Regions from separate parts of the Mus musculus genome. Here region 2 is linked to region 1. Evidence: chromatin contacts called from public Hi-C data. All regions are on one chromosome and are shown on one strand. Each heading gives the region's core, a stretch centred on a gene start, on an enhancer-like site or on the middle of the called end of the contact. The rest is flanking DNA. Distances are from core to core; before and after follow the strand shown. Region 1 holds the start of D430001F17Rik (a long non-coding RNA gene). Region 2 has its middle 19 kb from the start of Slc5a3.

Region 1 (3,453 bases), core at 407-2,906:
CTGCCTCTGCCTCCCGAGTGCTGGGATTAAAGGCGTGCAAGGGCTCGCACTACTGACGGGCTGCACAGACCTGGCCAAGGCTGTCCTGTGTCTCACCCTTGCTGGGGCCATCAGTGAGAATCATCAAGTCACCCTTGCTTAAATGTTGTATTCTTAATCTTTTGAAAGGGTTTGTCTTCTAGGATAAATGACAACTTCAAACCAGACCCCTTCTGATGCAGGGATTCCAGCCACCTACTACCACAGAAAATCCAAACCCTCCACTCAGACCAGTAGGGAATCTTGTGTCGTCAGTCCCTCACGCGCGTGCGCGTGGGAGTTGGGGGAGGAGAGGGAAGCACGAGGCTGCAAACAGCACCATGACTGACAACGGAACAAACAACCCAGAGGACAGAAAGACCAACACCCTCCTTCCTACTTGAGCTACATACAAAAATAGCAAGCTCCAGAAAAGCCCACAGCAATAGGAGAGGTGGGCGCTATGCAAATGACCTAGAAAGAGCCACGGACCTCGTGCTTTTCCCTCAGTTCTCGAGCCCAGTCTCATTCTTTCGAGTAGTTTTCCTTTCTTAATCGAATGTCGGACTGGAGAGATGGCTCAGAGGTTAAGAGCACTGACTGCTCTTCCAGAGGTTCCTAGTTCAATTCCCAGCAACCACATGGTGGCTCATAATCCTCTATAATGAGGTCTGGTGCCCTCTTCTGGCCTGCAGGCGTACATGCAAGCAGAATGCTGTATACAGAATGAAAAAAAAGAACTCTTTTGGGGGATGCTATTAAAAAATAAAGTCACAACTGATTAAATCGCAGAGAACCACTGATGCTGGGATATCCATCCCCAATTGTCACATCAACAACACATTAGGCAGAGTGTATATCCTAGAAATGACAGGAAATGGAAACCTCAGCAACATGGCTGCCCTAACAGGATGAGAACAGCGATAGCACCAGTAGACATGCTAATGCGAAAGAGATCAATCTCAGAGGCCCCTGCCCCTAGACGAAGGGCTAGAGGCCTGAGAAAATGGGAGAGTTAGCCTTACATAGAGATGAACCCTCTATGATGATACCAAGGGCCAGCCCTAAAAACACACGCACACAAGACACACCAAATGAACCAAGCAGGCTGTACATATACACACACACCTCTGCATAGGTGGGTTAGGGTTAGGGTTACCTATGTATATATGCGAATAACAACAATAATTTTTAAAACTGAAGCCATGAATTTGAGAGGGAAGAGAGGGAGGGGGAAACTAGTTATTTCTAACCCACCAGCCAAGCCGACCGGAGAGGCAGGTAGGCTAGCAGATCTCCTCTTTCCCTCCTCACCTCCCCCGTCTCATCCTCAGCTCTGTAGCAGATGACATATTGTGGCGTCTCCTTACTCTCTGCCCCATTCCCAGGTGACTACGCAGATCCTGAAGGAACGCCATGCTTTCCTCCTTCCTCCTTCCTCCTGCCCCTGCCCTCAGTCCAGCCCAGCCTTATTCCTAAGTGTCACCTCCCAGTGCTTAGAGACCTTTTACCTGGAAACTCAGTGGCCACACCTAGCAGGAGCTCAAAAGAATTTCCTACCAGGCAACACACAGCCACCACACCCTCCTGAGAAGCAAAGAGGACAACAGAAACCAAGGAACAAAACATCCACCCAACATAGTCAAGACCAGATATAGGCACCTACAGTTACCAACACCCTGAAGCCAGATGCCTAGACACCAGCAGAATCACAATCAAAAACAGGCGGAACAATATGTCTCCTCTAGAACCCAGCAACCCTACCGCAGTAGGTCCTGAGAACGGCCACATAGTTGAAGTACAAGACAGAGACCTTAAAATAGCTGTTATGGATATAAAAGAGGTCCTTAAAGAGGAAATGAATAAATCCCTTAAATCTATTAAAACATACAGAGCAGGGGAAGGAAATGAATAAAACAGCTCAGACCTGGAAATGAAAATAGAGTCAATAAAGAGAAGCCAAGCTGGGGAAGACCTCGGAGTGAAAACCGTAGGAGCTCAAGCAGGGCCCCCAGAGGCAACAGAAGAAATGGATACCTCAGTCAAAGAAAATGTCAAGTCTAAAAACATGCTGGCACAAAACATTCAGCGACACAGGACACTGTGAACAGACCAAATCTAAGAAAAGTGTAGGGCTGGAGAGGTGGCTCAGTAGTTTAGATCACTGGCTGCTCTTCCAGAGGTCCTGAGTTCAATTTCCAGCAACCACATGGTGGCTCACAACCATCTGTAATGGGATCTGATGCCCTCCTCTGGTGTGTGTGAAGACAGTGACAGTGTGCTCATATAAGTGAAATAAATAAATGAAGAAGAAGAAGGAGGAGGAGGAGGAGGAAAGAAAGAAAAGGGAGAAAGGAAGAAAGGAAGAAATGAAGAAAGAAAGAAAGAAAGAAAGAAAGAAAGAAAGAAGAAAGAAAGGAAGAAAGGAAGGAATAAAGAAAGAAAGGAAGAAAGAAAGAAAGAAAGAAAGAAAGAAAGAAAGAAAGAAAGGAAGGAAGGAAGGAAGGAAGAAAGAAAGAAAGAAAGAAAGAAAGAAAGAAAGAAAGAAAGAAAGAAAGGAAACATAGGAAGGAGAAGAAGCGAAGAAGCTTAGGTCAAAGGCCCAGAAAACATTTTCAGCAAAATCAGAGAAGAAAATTTCCCTAATGTAATCAAGGAGATGCTTATCAAGGTACAAGAAGCATACAGAACACCAAGTAGATTGGACCAGAAAAGAAATTCCCCTCAGTACATAATAATCAAAACACCAAGCAAACAGAACAAAGAATATTAAAAGTTGCAAGGGAAAAAGACCAAGTAACATATAAAGGCATATAAAGGCAGACACCTGACTTCTCAATGGAGACGCTAGAAGCCAGAGGGCCTGGATAGATGTTCTACAGACTATAAGAGACCTCGGATGCTGGTTCAGACCACTGTACCCAGCTAAAACCTTCAATCACAAGAGATGGAGAAATTCCATGATAATACTAAATATTCAGCTACAAATCCATCCCTACAGAAGGCTCTAGGAGGAAAATTCCAACAAGAAGAGGTTAACCACACCCAAGAAAACACAAGGAATAAATAATCCCAGACTAGCAAATCAAAAGGGAGGAAACACACACACACCTAAATAATGGAATCACCATTGTTCATTGCTCATTGATCTCTCACAACACCAGGGGTCTCAATTCCCCAGTAAATAAATTCTGACAATAGACTAACAGAATGTATGCAAAAACAAGAACCATCCTTCTGCTTCATCCAAAAAAACCACATCTTAACATCAAAGGTAGACATTGCTTCAAGGCAAAAAAAAAAAGGGGGGGGGGAAGATATCCCAAGCTAAGAAGCAAACAGGTGTAGCCATTTCAAACCAAAGCTAATCAGAAGAGATGGAGAAGGACATTACATACTCAGGGGAAAAAAAAATCTACCAAGATGACATTGTAA
Region 2 (3,453 bases), core at 425-2,924, 86 kb before region 1:
TTCCTGAGGCAAAGGTATTTCTTCACCCATGCATGCAAATGATCATTCCAGAAACTATAAACTACCTACCTACCTGTGTACAAGGAGATGGGGGGAGAGGACACTTGCCCTCTGGAGGCCCTGTATTCTCAGTGCACAGACAAGGAGATAGACCAAGTTGGAAAAACCAGGACTATTTTATTTAATCTCCTAAATTAGATCATCTGGCCCCTCTGACTCTTACTTCCAGTCCCCATGGCATGGCTTCCTTGTGGCCTCTGATTCCAGAGTGACCTCAAGAAACAAATGCTCACACCCTCGGAATCCCTACCCTGAACTCAGGAGCATGTTGTAGGAAACAGGCCTTCAGTGCTGCCTGGGAGCCTCCCTGTTCTCTCATTGAGTAAAAAGCCATAAAGTGCTGATTTAATTGTTCCCTTGGATTTTAAGAGCCAACATCCCAAGCAGGGGCCTGCCTGTCCCACCCCAGGGAGGGGGCCTAGTTCCTGAAGTGGCCCTGTCCTAAGCCTTCAGATAGACTGATAAGCCATGAGTTACAAGGACTAGGAGGTAGGCTAAAGGCAGGCCAGGGTTGGCCTTGAGCTTGGAAATCCCAGAAAAGACCTGGCCAATTGAACTAGGTTTTGACATTTGAACTCATTGTGTATGTATGTATATATATGTGTGTGTGTGTGTGTGTGTGTGTGTGTGTGTGTGTGTGTGTGTGTGTGTACAATGAGTTATATATTATATATACAAAGATATATATATACATACACATAGATATTCTTCTGTTGTAAGGCTAATATAACCACATTGTGGAAAATTAACAAAATGAAAAAATAAAATAAAATAATATGCTACCATCTGAGCATAGTCAATATAGGCTTTCTAAATTTTCAAGACTTAACTATGGATACATTTATTTATATCATTGTAATCACGGTGCAATTTTTTTTCTAATTTCATGTTTTTCTTTGTTATCTAATTATATGAATGTCTATGTTCTTTTTATTTAAAGATTTATTTTTATTTTGTGCGTGTGTGTGTGCGTGTGTGTGTGCACGTGTGTGTGTGTGCACGTGTGTGTGTGTGTGTGTGTGTGTGTGTCTGTGTGTCTGTGTCTGTGTGTATAAGAAATGTGTGTGGGTACCCTTGGAGACCAGCAGAGGGTGTCAGATCCCCTGGAACTGGAAATGCAGGTGGCTGAGACCTACCCTCCGTGGTGCTGGGAACTGAACCCCAACACCTGAAGAGGAACCAGCACTCTGACCGTCTGAACGCGCTCTCTCGCCCGCCCCCGTGTTTATGCTCCTAATTAACCTTCACAGCTTTTTTTTTTTTAGCCACTGTGAAAAATACTCAGTTCTCCCCTTAAGCTTGAATGTTTAAGAGCACACTTTTTTTCTCTTCCCTTTTATAACTAATGAATATCTTCCAACCTATGGTGATACCCCTGTCTTCCCAAAAAACGGTACCACCCGTGCAGAATAGGCCTAAGAACTAGGAGACGCTAAGGCCTGAACAGCAAGGACCCTAACTTTCTCAGAATCTAGCAAACAGCAGTACAATTTCTCTGGGGCTAGGTGAAAGGTCAGAAGATATAGGAAGAGGAAACAGAAATGCCTGGAAATGCCTGCACTGTGTGGGCCTGTGCCAAGAGTGAGTCACGAGTCTACACGTGGGCTCGCCCTCCCGCAGAGAGTGGCCTGCTGAGTGGCCCCACCCCATACTGCTGGCTGCTTCAATGCCTTACAGAAGGTTCCAGCAGGGTGGAGAACTTCAGGCAAGGGCAGGTGAAGGCCAGGACCCCAGAGGCAGAGAAGCGAGAGGTAGTGTGGAAAGTTACTCAAAAGCCCAAGTGCCCATCCTGGGTCCTGGAGGCCACTCACCCTGCACCGCACTGGGCAGCACCGGCTAAGAAGGGAGTTCTGTGCCCACCCTTTGCTTGCTGGTGAGTCCGGTATGCCCGTGATCTTCCCACCTTGTTCTAGTCTGAGTCTCATCTTTCCAACAGTCTACCCCATTGGTCTCTCTTTCACCCCACAAGGTGAAATGAAGGGCCTTTTGCGTCTGAGTGTGGCTCCCTCGAACCATAATTGTAGTTCCAGGACAACCGAATGCTAGCCAGGCAGTTTGGGGCACTGCGGCTCATCCCTTCCTCCTGACCCCAGGGCAAACTCAGCACCCTCCCTATATTGTTTTGTCTCACCCTTCATGGCTACCCAAGTTCATAGCCTATCTTCTCCTAAGCCACACTTCCTTCCTGAGTTCCAGTATACTCTAACTGCCCATATAGATACTCCTATCTGGGGCTGGAGAGATGGCTCAGCAGGTAAGAGCAGTGATTACTCTTCCGAAGGTCCTGAGTTCAAATCCCAGCACAACCTCCCGTTATGAGATCTGACTCCTTCTGGTGTGTCTGAAGACAGCAAGCAACAATGTACTTATTTATAATAAATAAATAAATAAAGATACTCCTATCTGAGTGTTCCTAAGCAGCCCAGACTGTGCAGTCCCGGGAGCAGGGAGCATAGTGTCTTCCCCCTCTATACTAGTCACACTTCTTCTAGCCCACGAGTGACACTACTCGGCACCCAGCTCTCATACTAGACATACATAAAAATGTCTAGTATGAGAACTTTGAGCACCAAGTAGCTCTTCTGCCCTTCCTTTCCTCTCAGCTACCTCGCTAGGGGGATTGGGGGCAGAGGAGGGGGCGGGTATGATCCGGTATGTTTTGCTGTTTAAAAGTCCCTAGAGCAGCGGTTCTCAGCCTTCCTAATGCCGCAACCCTTTAACATAGTTCTGCCTACTGTGGTGATCCCCACCCCCACCCCCAACCATGAGATTATTTTCGTTGCTACTTCACAACTGGAATTTTGCTACTGTTATGAATCCTAATCTAAATCTCAGTGTTTTTCCGATGGTCTTGGGTAACCGTTGAAAAGGTTGACTCACAAGGGGTCGCGACCCCCAGGTTGAGAACTGTTGCCTTAGAACAAGCGTTGCTAGAGTGTCACGGTCCAAATCCAGGTAGGCATTCAAGCATGCAGCAGCTGTTTACAGTGAGGATGGAGCCAATACGGGAACTGGTCAATGATACTTGAGGTCATATGGCTACCCACTCAGTCACGCTCTCGTGTCCCACTCTGTTGCCCGTTGTGGTTGCTTCCTCCGGCTTGTGTATACTTCTACGGCTGCTGTTTGTTCTCAGCTCCGCAGCTTTGTCACCAGCTCCTAACAACCTTCTGAATTTCCCCGCTCCTCCTCTGTGGCACAGCCACCTGCATTTACTTCTGCAATTGTATTTACCACACAGCGTGGTGACACTCTTTGCAAGTGTGTGTTCCCTTCCGGACCCCTATCCGTGCTTTACACAGAAGGCTTTAGAAGATTCTTCTTTCTCTGACTGTGTTAGGCCAACATCACGTCTTCCACTGACATTTCTATAAATACTTCCAGAAGGTGCCC

Evidence for each region. A called contact is a pair of places that touch in the nucleus more often than the background predicts.
Region 2: a contact with region 1 is called in a Hi-C map of bone marrow-derived macrophages, with 30 read pairs. The contact joins the enhancer-like site here to the promoter of D430001F17Rik in region 1. A contact is called at or near these places in 5 of 39 promoter capture datasets (cranial neural crest, embryonic stem cells, epiblast stem cells and 1 more), 27 of 484 Hi-C or Micro-C datasets (the C10 cell line, CD8 T cells, the G1E-ER4 cell line and 11 more) and 6 of 115 datasets of contacts at active chromatin or transcription factors (VIP interneurons, double positive thymocytes, embryonic fibroblasts and 3 more).

Annotation. Positions count from the first base shown.
Region 1 is chr16:91,952,213-91,955,665 of GRCm38.p6, reverse strand. It overlaps D430001F17Rik (a long non-coding RNA gene), which reads right to left and starts at 1,656. Exons shown (of 4, transcript XR_876250.1): 1 at 1,389-1,656.
Region 2 is chr16:92,037,887-92,041,339 of GRCm38.p6, reverse strand. No RefSeq gene overlaps it. Among named protein-coding and RNA genes, the nearest start is that of Slc5a3, 19 kb to the left of the region's middle. Within about 2 kb of position 1,674, at least 88 of the 459 cell types and tissues checked have an H3K27ac peak or open chromatin away from gene starts, as enhancers often do. A contact at or near this core is called in bone marrow-derived macrophages, double positive thymocytes, embryonic fibroblasts and 1 more, where this site is marked.